Linked DNA regions of Danio rerio: region 1 is linked to region 2. Evidence: chromatin contacts called from public HiChIP or PLAC-seq data. All regions are on one chromosome and are shown on one strand. Each heading gives the region's core, a stretch centred on a gene start, on an enhancer-like site or on the middle of the called end of the contact. The rest is flanking DNA. Distances are from core to core; before and after follow the strand shown. Region 1 holds the start of armc1l (armadillo repeat containing 1, like). Region 2 holds the start of aldh8a1 (aldehyde dehydrogenase 8 family, member A1).

Evidence for each region. HiChIP or PLAC-seq counts read pairs in DNA pulled down with a chosen protein or histone mark.
Region 1: a contact with region 2 is called in an H3K4me3 HiChIP or PLAC-seq map of embryo, with 4 times the contacts expected there. The contact joins the promoter of armc1l here to the promoter of aldh8a1 in region 2. A contact is called at or near these places in 2 of 18 Hi-C or Micro-C datasets (caudal fin and embryo) and 2 of 4 datasets of contacts at active chromatin or transcription factors (caudal fin and embryo).

Annotation. Positions count from the first base shown.
Region 1 is chr23:34,853,758-34,859,902 of GRCz12tu, reverse strand. armc1l (armadillo repeat containing 1, like) reads right to left here and starts at 3,782. Exons shown (of 7, transcript NM_199539.2): 1 at 3,707-3,782; 2 at 2,806-2,971; 3 at 2,411-2,502; 4 at 2,011-2,203; 5 at 1,802-1,918; 6 at 1,626-1,700. The coding sequence starts at 2,958. mtfr2 (mitochondrial fission regulator 2) reads left to right here and starts at 3,904. Exons shown (of 8, transcript NM_001077285.1): 1 at 3,904-3,925; 2 at 4,249-4,445; 3 at 4,530-4,634. The coding sequence starts at 4,374.
Region 2 is chr23:34,703,158-34,708,877 of GRCz12tu, reverse strand. aldh8a1 (aldehyde dehydrogenase 8 family, member A1) reads left to right here and starts at 2,566. Exons shown (of 7, transcript NM_001004540.1): 1 at 2,566-2,783; 2 at 3,394-3,541. The coding sequence starts at 2,646.

The DNA of each region.
Region 1 (6,145 bases), core at 2,533-5,032, 150 kb before region 2:
CCAAGGGGAAGGGGTACAAAATTAGAATTGGGATTGGGACATGGTTTCTCTACATCCTTATCATTATAGCTGCTGAGGTCTGAACTCTGCTGTCTTAGGCCCCCTTTACACTAGTGCGTTTTAGTTTTAAAACGTTGTTTTAGAATGTAAACGATCCGCGTCCACACTCGCGTTTTACCCAGCGTTTCTGAACTGCTCTCCGTCCACACCAAAACGCTGAAAACGCACATCACGTGACCACACACTCTCTCGGGCAAGCGCTGCAGCCCATCTACCCAGTTGAGAGCTGTGCTAGTCGAACTTCTCATCAAGCATCTCCCGCTGGATCTAATCTCACTATATTTATTAAACGGGATATTTCATTCATCTTATTGTCTTTATCTAACGACATATTCCCTGACGTTGGTCATTGGAATCTATTACTTGTTCACAGGTAACGTGTTTTGGCTGAGCGCAAAGATAAGTTAATGAATAATGTAACCACGTAGCCTACATTCTGTATAGTGACTGATCACTTGTCTTTATTTCCTATAATGTATAAACTTAATAATGGCCATTATCGATTAGTAAAATTGATATTCAGCAAAAGAGAGGGTATGTTTCGTATTTTCACTGAAATTGAAAGGAGACAGTTGTTATCGGCTCCGTTTTGTTATAAATATCCACACAGTGAAGATGACGCTCATATTATGCAGCACGACGCCTCAACATTTCTGCTGTCTGTTTAGTTGCTAATATTAAAACGAAGATAGACAGTTCCTTAAATCATGTTTACATTTTATTGTTGAGAAAGTGAAACAACGTAGCCAGGGTGAATAAAGTTATAAAGTACACTGTTCCCTTTGAAGATTTACCTGTGTCCTCGATATAGTCTGTTTTCCATATCAAACTGAGAAGAAGAGACTGCAGCCTTGATTAAACTTGCGAAGTCTGAATTTACAAGGAGAGGATGCAGGGCTGAACTGTGTGTGTTAGGCTACTTAATATTGAGGAAAAGCCCCAATCAGAGAGGCGAATGTCTGCAGCCCCGGATCCGTTTTCAGATGTCTCCGTTTTCCATCATCCACACTGAAACGGAGCAGCAGCGTTTTAGAATGAAAACGGCCTCTCCAGCGTTTTCAAAACGCTCCGTTTTTGGCGCTCGAGAACTCTGGCGTAGTGTGGACGGTTGGCATAACCGTAGCAAAACTTATGCGTTTTCAAACTAAAACGCATTAGTGTAAACGGGCCCTAAATTATTATTTTTTTTTAATTATGTCTTTATTGTTATCTTAAAAATCATCATTGGTCTGATTGGGCCTTTATTCTGAGCAAATGACAATTTTTGTAAAAGAAAAAAAAATGACAAAAAAATTGTTATTTAAAAAAAAAAATGTTATACATTTTTTAATAAAAACAAAAAAATTATTTTATTTAAACCTATGCCTAGAAAATGCAGAGAATCTGTTAATTTTCAGTAGATCTTTTATCCCCCCCATATCTGTTTGTGTATACGTGTGTGTGCACATATATTACAAATATCAATCAAAACTGATAACCATTAAAATGGCAAAATATAAAAATCTGACTTGACCAGACCAGACCAACATATTATTGAGCCCTGGATCAGCAAAAGAAGCACCCACCTCTTCTCCATTTTCATCTTTTACAACCTGCTTAGCCGAAAGCACTTTTGTGGAAGCAATGGCAGTGGCCAGACTCTAGAAAAAAATAAACACATTTGCTTTTACAATTTTCATGCATATCGCAATACCACATCTGTGCTTATTTAACTCCTCCCTTTAAAAAAAAAAAGTAATACCTCAGTAGGCAGATCAGCACGAATGCGTACAGTGCATCTCTTCAGAGCCATCTGAAACGTGAAGCTGATTACACCTTTAACCCTTAGAAGAGCCTCTTCACACACACCTCTCTGATCCTGTCAAAACAATACATCATCTTAGTCTACGATCTGCACTAACATAAGAAACAATCAAAAGTGCACGTGACAGCTTCACATTTTGTACATACCGCCCCATCCAAGCCTTGTATGTGGAGGGTAACTGATTTGGCTTTCTTGTTAGTGCTGTTAATGAAGAACTGAGGTTTGTTCTTCTTCTTCTTCTGTTGCTCTGGAGTCTGACAACCCGGCCTCTGTGATTGAGCGTTTAACAAATCATGAACCTCTTTTGCTAGGTCTGTAATATCAGTTGTCAAATCGGTCCTTGAGGGAATAGAAAAAGGAAGATAATGAATTTTGTGCATTGATGCAGTGTGCATAATTAGACTAAAGCTCAAAGTGTATATCAAAATTTAAAGTTCATTTGATAAATTCCAGAACATCATAGAAGAAGCTCGATTTCATTATACATTTACAGGTATAAATGGAAAAACTACTAATGATAAAAGTGTTTAGTTTAAAATAAAACACCTCTTTATCAATGACTCCAGGCTGACCATCATGCCAAGCTCATTTCTCATTGTATTGATGTTACGGGGCGATTCAGCCAAGTACCGCAAGGCCTGAGGAGAAGACACTTTAAAACTCTAATTTATACAGATAAAAACATTTCGTCACCTTATATTTATAAAGTTCTATCTGACATTTTTGTCAAAATTTAGTTTTTCACATATTCTTATTAAATGACAACTTACTTACATTATGGGATTTGTTTTGTTTTGTTTTATTAAAAAACAAAACAAATGTTTTGCTATATGAAATGCAAAAACTTTAGAGCTCATTATCTCGAAATATATCAGAACGCAGATAGAACTTACAATTCCAAGGTGACGATTTGTTAATTGACAAATCAGGTCTGAGTGTACCTGAAGGGTGGCAAAAAGCACTTTAGGGTCTTTGTGGTCCAGGAACAGCACTAATCCTGGAAGGCAACCCTGGTCCTGAACAATAACCTCCCGGTTCTGTGGTTCTGATGCCAAGTCCCGTAGCTGTGTCACGACTGATAATGCGTCCATCATTTTTTGTGGAGATCTGAAACACCAGAGGATATAAAGACAATTTATTTGACGGCCATTTGATACTCAATTCAATTCAATTCAGCTTTATTTGTATAGCGCTTTTACAATGTAGATTGTGTCAAAGCAGCTTCACATAAATGGTCATAGTAACTGGAACAGTGTGGTTCAGGTTTTAGTGTTTAAGTTCAGTTCAGTTCAGTTTAGCTCTGTTCAGTGTGATTTAATCATTACTGATACCTAGAAGCTACATTCCTATTGGACAGATGTGATTTATGAATTGTGGTTTTGTTCTATACAAAACACAGCATTTGTTTTATTTATTATGCTATCTTAATATCGTATTTATGTTATGGGCGTATCATGCATGTTTTCTGTTTTATTTTGTGCACATTTCAACCGTTTCGATCACGTGACCGTTTACAATAATAGCCTTTTAAAATTTCGACAATAATAAGGCATTAACAACTACGTGAAAAAAATGAGACCTTAAAAGTACACCTTGTTCACACATGGTAACATGAGACTTCAGAAAAGCTAACGCGAATAGCACACATGCTCAAAACACTACCGCTAATAGCGTGTTAGCAAAACAGCTAAAGTGTTGAAATTGCTATTCAAACATTACTGTAAATTAAATAACATCTATATTTATTCACGTTAACATTGTTACATATCGTTTTCAAAACACTCCTTCGTGTATGTTAATACGACAATTAAATTTATCAGTTTACACTGTCACTGTACTCACCGCTACCGTTACTTTTAACAGCACACACAAACAAATACGAAACTTCCCACTCCTTCTGTTCAAACGAAATAATTGGCTAACGTCTTTGACATCGTTTCTAAATGTTTCAAGTTGATTGGCTACTGGAGCCAACCCCACCGCCCGGACCAATCACAAACGCCCTCACAGAAAGAGCTTTATTTGAGTTTACCTGCACGGGAAGCGTGAGACGGCGAGGAGGTAAAGTGAATAACATTAATTAAACAAATTGTCTTCGTAAATATAAACGGCATTTAATAAGACGACCGTAGGATTAAATGAAACGTAGACATATCCAAAAGTGAAATAACGTTATAGGATATGTTTGAGATACGTGTGTGTGTGTGTGTGTGTGTGTGTGTGTGTGTGTGTGTGTGTTTTCGTACGCACTCATTGGTAGGACAGTTGACGATGCTGGTAATTACCGCTGCATTTGATTACTATTATCTTGCATTTATGTCATTAGTTTTATCGTAGTATTTCAGAATTAATGTATAATCTTTATATTGCGGGTTTTGTTACAGAGTTGAGCGGAATGCAGCTGATTTGATCCCTCTGGTCACGTGGAGAAGTTTGGTGCAGTGTCTGTGTGTTGTTAGTTCATCCGTCAGCAGAAATCCAGCGTGCAAAATATACACACACACAGTCAATGTCTCTGCTGGAGGACATCGTTGACCTGCTGAAATGTGTTCTGGAATATTTTGGAGTGCCTCCAGACATGGTATAGAGACAATCAAGTACATAAAAAAAGTTATTTAATGAAAGTTATAATTTATTAACAGTGCATTTGTGTGTATTGTTGCAGTTGGTTCCAGTATGGGAAAGTACACACTGTGGACAGTACCGAAGCCTAGTCCGAATGATTGGAACAAATCTTCCTCTTTCTCCTTACCCTCGGTTGCGGTTTCAGGTATTTTATGCTGTAGAAATAAATTTGTACTGCTACTAAAAATAATATATAAGAATACTATCAATAAAAACTACAGTAGTTACTCATTGAGGTAAAGTTTGTTTTATATTAACACATTCAAACATTCTCCTTAATAATATAATTTCAGAAAAGTATTATTTACATAATCTAAATAGTGAAATAATATTAGCAGCAAATGACTATCAAAGTACAACATTGTTCACACGCAAATAAATAGAGCTAATGCTGTTTTCAAGTCATACTTGCATGTGATTTCAGGCTGAATATATTTAAAGTACCATGGTAAACCATATAGGAAGCAAGTTGTCACTGAACGAATGTGAGAATATAAAGCCAACTTTACCACTTACCAATTTTGGCACTATTTTGTTTCGTTTTATTGTTTGTATATGTTCAGTGTATTATAGGGCTGTGCGATTTGGGGTAAATATCTAATTGCTATTTTTTATTATTTTTTTGGACAGATTGGGATTGTGATTTGGTTTATGATTTAATTCAAGCTGATTTTAATTTAACTCAAGCTTCAGCTCAATAATCTGTATGTCATGGCAAAAATTTTGTGACAAGAGTCTATTGTTTCTTCTCGTGTAATGGCATAGTTGATGACAACTGATACCATGTCTGCGTTGTCTCACGACACCATCGCAGAAAGTCTAGCATGTTTAATAGCATTGCGGACTGGTTTTGAAGCACTTCACCTCAGATGGTATTCGTTATTTTTGTATATAATTCTGACTTTAACTGTACATATTTTATTTTGCAGCCTCTTGATATTAACTAACTGCAACGTTTCAAATTGCAATACGATTTTGATTTAGCGCACAGGCCTAGTGTAATATGTACTTTTGTTATGTTTATTTTGTTGATGATTTTTAAAATTTTGATTTTAGCTTTTTAATTTTTATTTCAATTTTTCAACTTTTAGCAATTGAAGTTCTTTAGTTTAAGCATTTTATTTTAGTTAGTTGCAGAGACATTTTTGTCGTCTAATGTTTACATTTTGTTTCATTTAAGATTCATTTCATTTTTAGAAAAAACTATTTATTTTAGTTTTCAAGAACAAATCTAACTGCCATGTCTTGACCTTTACATTTTTTTAATCTCAAAGCTTTTTTTTTAGCTTAGTTTAAATTCAGAAAAAATATATTTTATTTTATTCTGTCAGACAAAAGCCCGCAGACTTTGTTTGAGGCCCTTTTTTGACACAGTTCCCTTTGTTAGACTTTAATAACTGTTTATTGTGTATAATAATTGTTAATTTTTCTAGTCTTTTTTTGTTGTTGTAGTTGTAACGTTCTCTTGTTTTATGTTATTGTTTCAATTCAATGTTTTATCATATTTTAAATTATTTTTTTTGTGCCTCATGTATGGGTGAGGTGGTGGGTTGTTTTTTTATTTGTTTTATTGTTCTTATTATTTTTTTCTTTGGCTAATTGTAAAAAAAAAAGTCTTGATACTTTTTGTATTCTTACAGTCTACATAATGTTTTG
Region 2 (5,720 bases), core at 1,317-3,816:
TTGAAGTGGTTTAATTAGGCCTGTCACGATACAGCATTTTTGTTGTGCCACATGTTGTCACAGAATTTGTTGCGATAAGTGATATTAATGTCATTTTGAGATCAATTTATGCCACTGATTATATAATGATTATATCACATCATAATAATACAAATAGCCATACACTTAAAAATAGCCAACACTCTAAAATACTTATTATTCTTCAGATTATTTAGATTCTTTAATTTGCTGTAAAAGGTAAAGGTTCTATAATATACACTATTAAATGTCCTATTAAGTAATGTGCAATCATAAACTTAGAGACACAATGTCATAGTGAAATGGCTTTAACGTTGTTTGTGAATTTGTAAATATATAATGCTACGGCAAAAAATATTGAGGTTATCTCCAAGGATAAAACGATAAGTCCATATATTGATTATTGCAACAGGCCTAGGTTCAATCAAGATAAAATACTTGTTCTCAATTGAGCATGGCAAATAAAGTATTTGTGCTGCAGAGTTAGACCTATTACTAGTGCACTGTGGTAATCAGTCTCAAGGGTTAAAAAGCTTCAGAGAGCTTTCTGAATTACCCGCAAAGAACATTTCTGACAATTACACATCGCAATTGCAATCATCCAAAGAGATTGTGTAGGATCTTTTTCTTCCTGTCATTTTCTGCATCGCTGCCTACAATGGTATTTTCACAGTATGAGTTGTCTTTTTCCTGCTTGATAATTGTCCTCATGGATGGTATTTTTCTCTACATGCGGTGGTTTGCATCTTTTTTCTTTTTTTTTTTATGAGAAATTAGATTTTCACCATCCACCCACTTTCCTCCATGGGTTGGTCTTTTGATTTGAAATGAACAAAGTCTGGAGTCTTTCTGCTCCTCCTCATAAAACTTTGATGATTCATTCATGAAAAATTGAAGCAATATCAAATTAGAAAATCACTTTGTAATTAAGCTACTCTGGGATGCATTTTGCTCTTCTGTTAAGTCTTTTGTTCTTGTACTTCAAATTTGTATTATTCTCTGCATTATTTTTGAAGATCCCTGTTCTGGCTCGGTAAAATATCTCATTTAATACTTCAAATATTCAAAGAGACTATTTTATTGGTCTCGCTCAATAAAGAAGGTTTATTTCAAGAAATGAAAACAGAGGCCAGCAGTGTTGCATATGAGATAAAGTGAGTGTGAAATTAGGTGTGATTGGATTTCATGCCAGTAGTGCCATCTTCTGTAAAGCAAGATGGCAGACTCCCACCAGCCATATTGGTGTTATTTAGTCTTTTTGATTTTGTTTGCGTTTCTCACAAGTTCTTAAACTCTGTTGGAGACCTCGTCACTATTATAAGTGACCAAAAAAAATTCTTAAATTGTTAACTCATAATTTTAACCAAGGCAACATAATGTCTGCTGTTCTTGTTTACTGCATATGGAAATATTTTAAATATCACCAAAATACATACATATATAGACACACACACACACACACACACACACACACACACAGTTGAAGTCAGAATTATTAGCCTCCCTTTAATTTTTTTTCTTTTTTAATTATTTCCCAAATGATGTTTAACAGAGCAAGGATATTTTCACAGTATGTCTGATAATATTTTTTCTTCTGGAGAAAGACTTATTCATTTTATATTTTAAAGCAATTTCACGTCAATAACATTGCACTGTAAAAAAAAATGCAGGGTTTTTTTTATTTATCATTTTATATATTTATTTCAATTATTTCAGGTTGTCCAAACACAAATCCATTATCTTAATGTAGCTTTAAAACAAGTAAGTTTTCCGAAAAAAATCTCCAGAAATGCCTCGTTTCAAATTATTTTAGTAGTAGTTTGAATAAGCAGTAAAGTGTGTGTGTGTGTGTGTGTGTGTGTGTGTGTGTGTGTGTGTGTGTGTGTGTGTAAGTGTGTGTAAGTGTGTGTAAGTGTGTGTAAGTGTGTGTGTACTCTTTACTGTATGTTTGATCAAATTAAAACTATGCTGTAAAAATGATATGATCAATTGGTCCTGACAGCATATGTTTTTAGGTCATTGTAGCTTATTAAAGTTAATCACGTTCTAACTTAATTTTTCACGTTGCTCAAGCTGTTTTAAGTTAGTTTAACTTAAAATAAGTTCAATAAAATCATAAGCTTAATTTAATTCAGCTTAAAATTTTAAGGCAACCACGATTTCTTTGCAGTGTATGTTCGTGAACAGAATAAACTTACTTCAAATCTTTAGAAATATTAATGTTTTAAACGTTTGGCTGGTAGTTTATTTTATTAAAAAGTATCCAACAATCAAGTTATTATTTTGTAGAGTTCATTTTAAAAGCATTAAACAGTCGTCAATGTCAGGATTAAATATTTAACTCGAGACTAACATTCTGTTTTCACAGAATTGTGAATATTATCTCACCTCCATCAGCAAGTTAAGGTCTTTTAATATCCAACTCATGCTCTAATTAATGAGTGGCGTATCTGCTGGAGAAGCCGTTTAGTTTTCTTTTACAACCTATCATTTAGTTGAGTAAACATATTGCAAAAGAGTCTGGCGAAAGCTCATATGCAACACCGTGCTGAGTGCAGCGCAAAACTTTCAGATCCTCCTTTTGTTTGCCAAGCTTGATTTTTTTTTTTATCTCAATTTTTTTTGCGATGTCAAAAGACATGAAATATCTAGTGCTGGAAAACTACATCGGTGGGAAGTTTGTGCCATGTTCCAAGCTGATCGACTCTTTCGACCCGTCAACAGGAGAAGTTTATTGCAAAGTTCCAGACAGTGGAGCTGAAGAGGTGAGAGTTTATTTTGTATTATTCTCTTTTATGTTTAAGTTGATCCTCAATGATGTTAGTTGAGCATGATCAAGTACTCTCGCTTTCACCAAAGAGATTCTATTGAAATTAGTTGAACATTTTCACCTGTTTCTAGTGTAGAGAATCATTGCAGTCTCCCATTTAATGAATATGTAACCAGTCACGCCATTGTTTGGCTTAAGACACAAATTCCAGGAATGTTCGGAGTAAAGACACTTGATGAAGTACCTTTGGTCTCGGATATTTCTCCCTGTAAACACGTTGGTCATAAAAAAGGGAAACAATCAGGTGGGCAGATGCTCAAGGTCCAGAGTTTAATTATTAAACAAGCTAAAGCTCATGCCAAAAGAACTTGTCTGGGTCAGTGGAGCAGAATAGAGAGTGTGTTTGAAATCCACTTATTTGGGCTGTATTGTGTTTCCTATTTTTAATTGTTTTCCTTTCATCTTTAATATATTTAATAATGCTCAAAATGACAATTTACTAACACTTCACACTCTAAGATAAATAATTTCCTCTACAAACTAATGCATCATCTCTTATTTGTTGAACTTTATAAGTAAGTTAAATATTTTCTCAATGCTCATAGGTGAATGCTGCAGTGAGGGCAGCTAAAGAGGCCTTTCCGGATTGGTCGGCTAAAAGCCCAGCTGATAGATCCAAAGTGCTGAATAAACTGGCAGACCTGATAGAGGCTCGACTGGAGGAGTTTGTTCAGGCCGAGTCTAAAGACCAGGGTAAAAATGCACTGTAATGCGGTATTATTGTACAGGGTACACTAAATGAGTCATACTATATAAGGACTCACGGCTGCACAATAGACCAAAGGTAGACAGAATTTAAGCGATTCAGCAATGTAGTCTTCACTTAATTTATGCTTTCTTTCAGTAGGATATACTGAGAGCAGAGTGTCTGATGTTTATTTTATATAATTAATTTTATGCATGCATGTACAGTTGAAGTCAGAATTATTAGCCCCCCTGAATTATTAGACCGCTTGTTTATTTTTTCCTCAATTTCTGTTTAACAGAGAGAAGATTTTTTTAACACATTTCTAAACATAATAGTTTTAATAACTTATCTCTAATAATGGATTTATTTTCTCCTCACCATGATGACAGTAAATAATATTTGACTAGATATTTTTCAAGACACTTCTATACAGCTTAAAGCTTACTTAGGTTAATTAAGGTAACTAGGCAGGTTAGGGTAATTAGGCAAGTTATTGTATAACTATGGGTTGTTCTGTAGACTATCGAGAAAAAATATAGCTTAAAGAGACTAATAATTCTGTCCCTAAAATGGTGTTTAAAAAAATTTAAACTGTTTTTATTCTAGCTGAAATAAAACAAACACAACTTTTTCCAGAAGAAAAAATATTATCAGACATACTGTGAAAATTTCCTTGCTCTGTTAAACACCATTCGGAAAATATTAAAAAAAGAAGAAAAAATTTTAAAGGGGGCTAATAATTCTGACTTCAACTGTATGTTTCCGTGTGTATATACAGTCAAGCCTGAAATTATTCATACCCCTGGCAAATTCTGAATTTTTTGTTCAAATCTAAATAAAAGCTGATAAAGGCATAAGCCTTTGTCATTTTGGTCAAAAAGCTACTTTCTGGTTGTATAAAAGTAACTTTAAGTCAGAATTAACCAGGGGTATGAATAATTTTAGACTTTACTGTATATGGATTATAATGGTTGCCAAAATTATTAGAAAACTGGCCATATTATTTATGAGGTTTCAGTTATTTTCATTCTAAAAACAAGCTAGACTTATTTCACTGATAATGTGAAACAAACTATGTTCCTGTACAGGAAAGAAAAGGCTTCAATTGCAGAAGGCATGGGATAACATTAGTGTTAAAGTTCTCAGTAAATATATTGACACTATGCCAGAGAGATGTGCTGCTGTAACTGCTGCAAAAGATGTGGACATACAATGCCAAGTATTAAAGTTAAAAGTGGATAAAAACATCAGTTAATATTTATCGCAGCAGCCATCTGCATGTTTCATGAAAATGAGGAAATAAAATCCTGTTTTGAAGGCAAGAAAGGTCAACATTTCCAGATCTGTCAGCTGTTTTAATCACTTTGTCCACTACTGTGGGACTGTTGCGAAAAGACAGGACTGATCCCTGCTGTAATGCTGTTTATTTTTTTGTCAATTTTATTGACCCTATCATCCAAATGTCCCACCAGAAATCAATGACCATTTTCCAGTCTTCTGTTGTCCAAAATTGGTGACAGAACTGTCACTTGCTGAATATTTTCTTTCTCATACCGTTTTTATAAACCCTAAAGATGGTCATTCATGAAAGTTTTTGAAATGCTCAGAGCAGCCTGTGGCAAAAACAACCTCACTACATACAAATTCGCAAAGAATTAGTTCATACAAAAATGTATATTTGTGATTAATTACTTACCCTCATGTAGGTTGAGTCGCTTTTGTTTGTCTTCAGAACACAAACTAAGATATTTTTGATGCAACCAGAGACCTCTCTGACACCTCTTTAGACAACAATGGTCTCGAGACATTTAAAGTCCAGAAAAGAACATTGTCAAAACCATTGTCAAAATATTTAATGTGACTTTATTGGTTTAACTTGAATCACATGAAGTGCCAAGAAAACATTTGTGTTCCAAAAAAATGAATAAAACTACTTTTTTGAATAAAACTACTGTTTTCTCTTCCTCAAGTTCGCTACGGGCATTATGATATATCGCCATTAGATTTAGCAGCACAACGTCCAAGCGTAGGTTATTTCATATAGTAAACGGCCACCATGACCTGATGCCAGAGACATAAGCAAACAAAGTCATGAACTAATCCTTTAAATCACCTTTCTTTCCCATTCCGATGTTCAACTTACACAGTTGTCTAGTCAATGGTTTTCAACCAAATTCCTAGAGA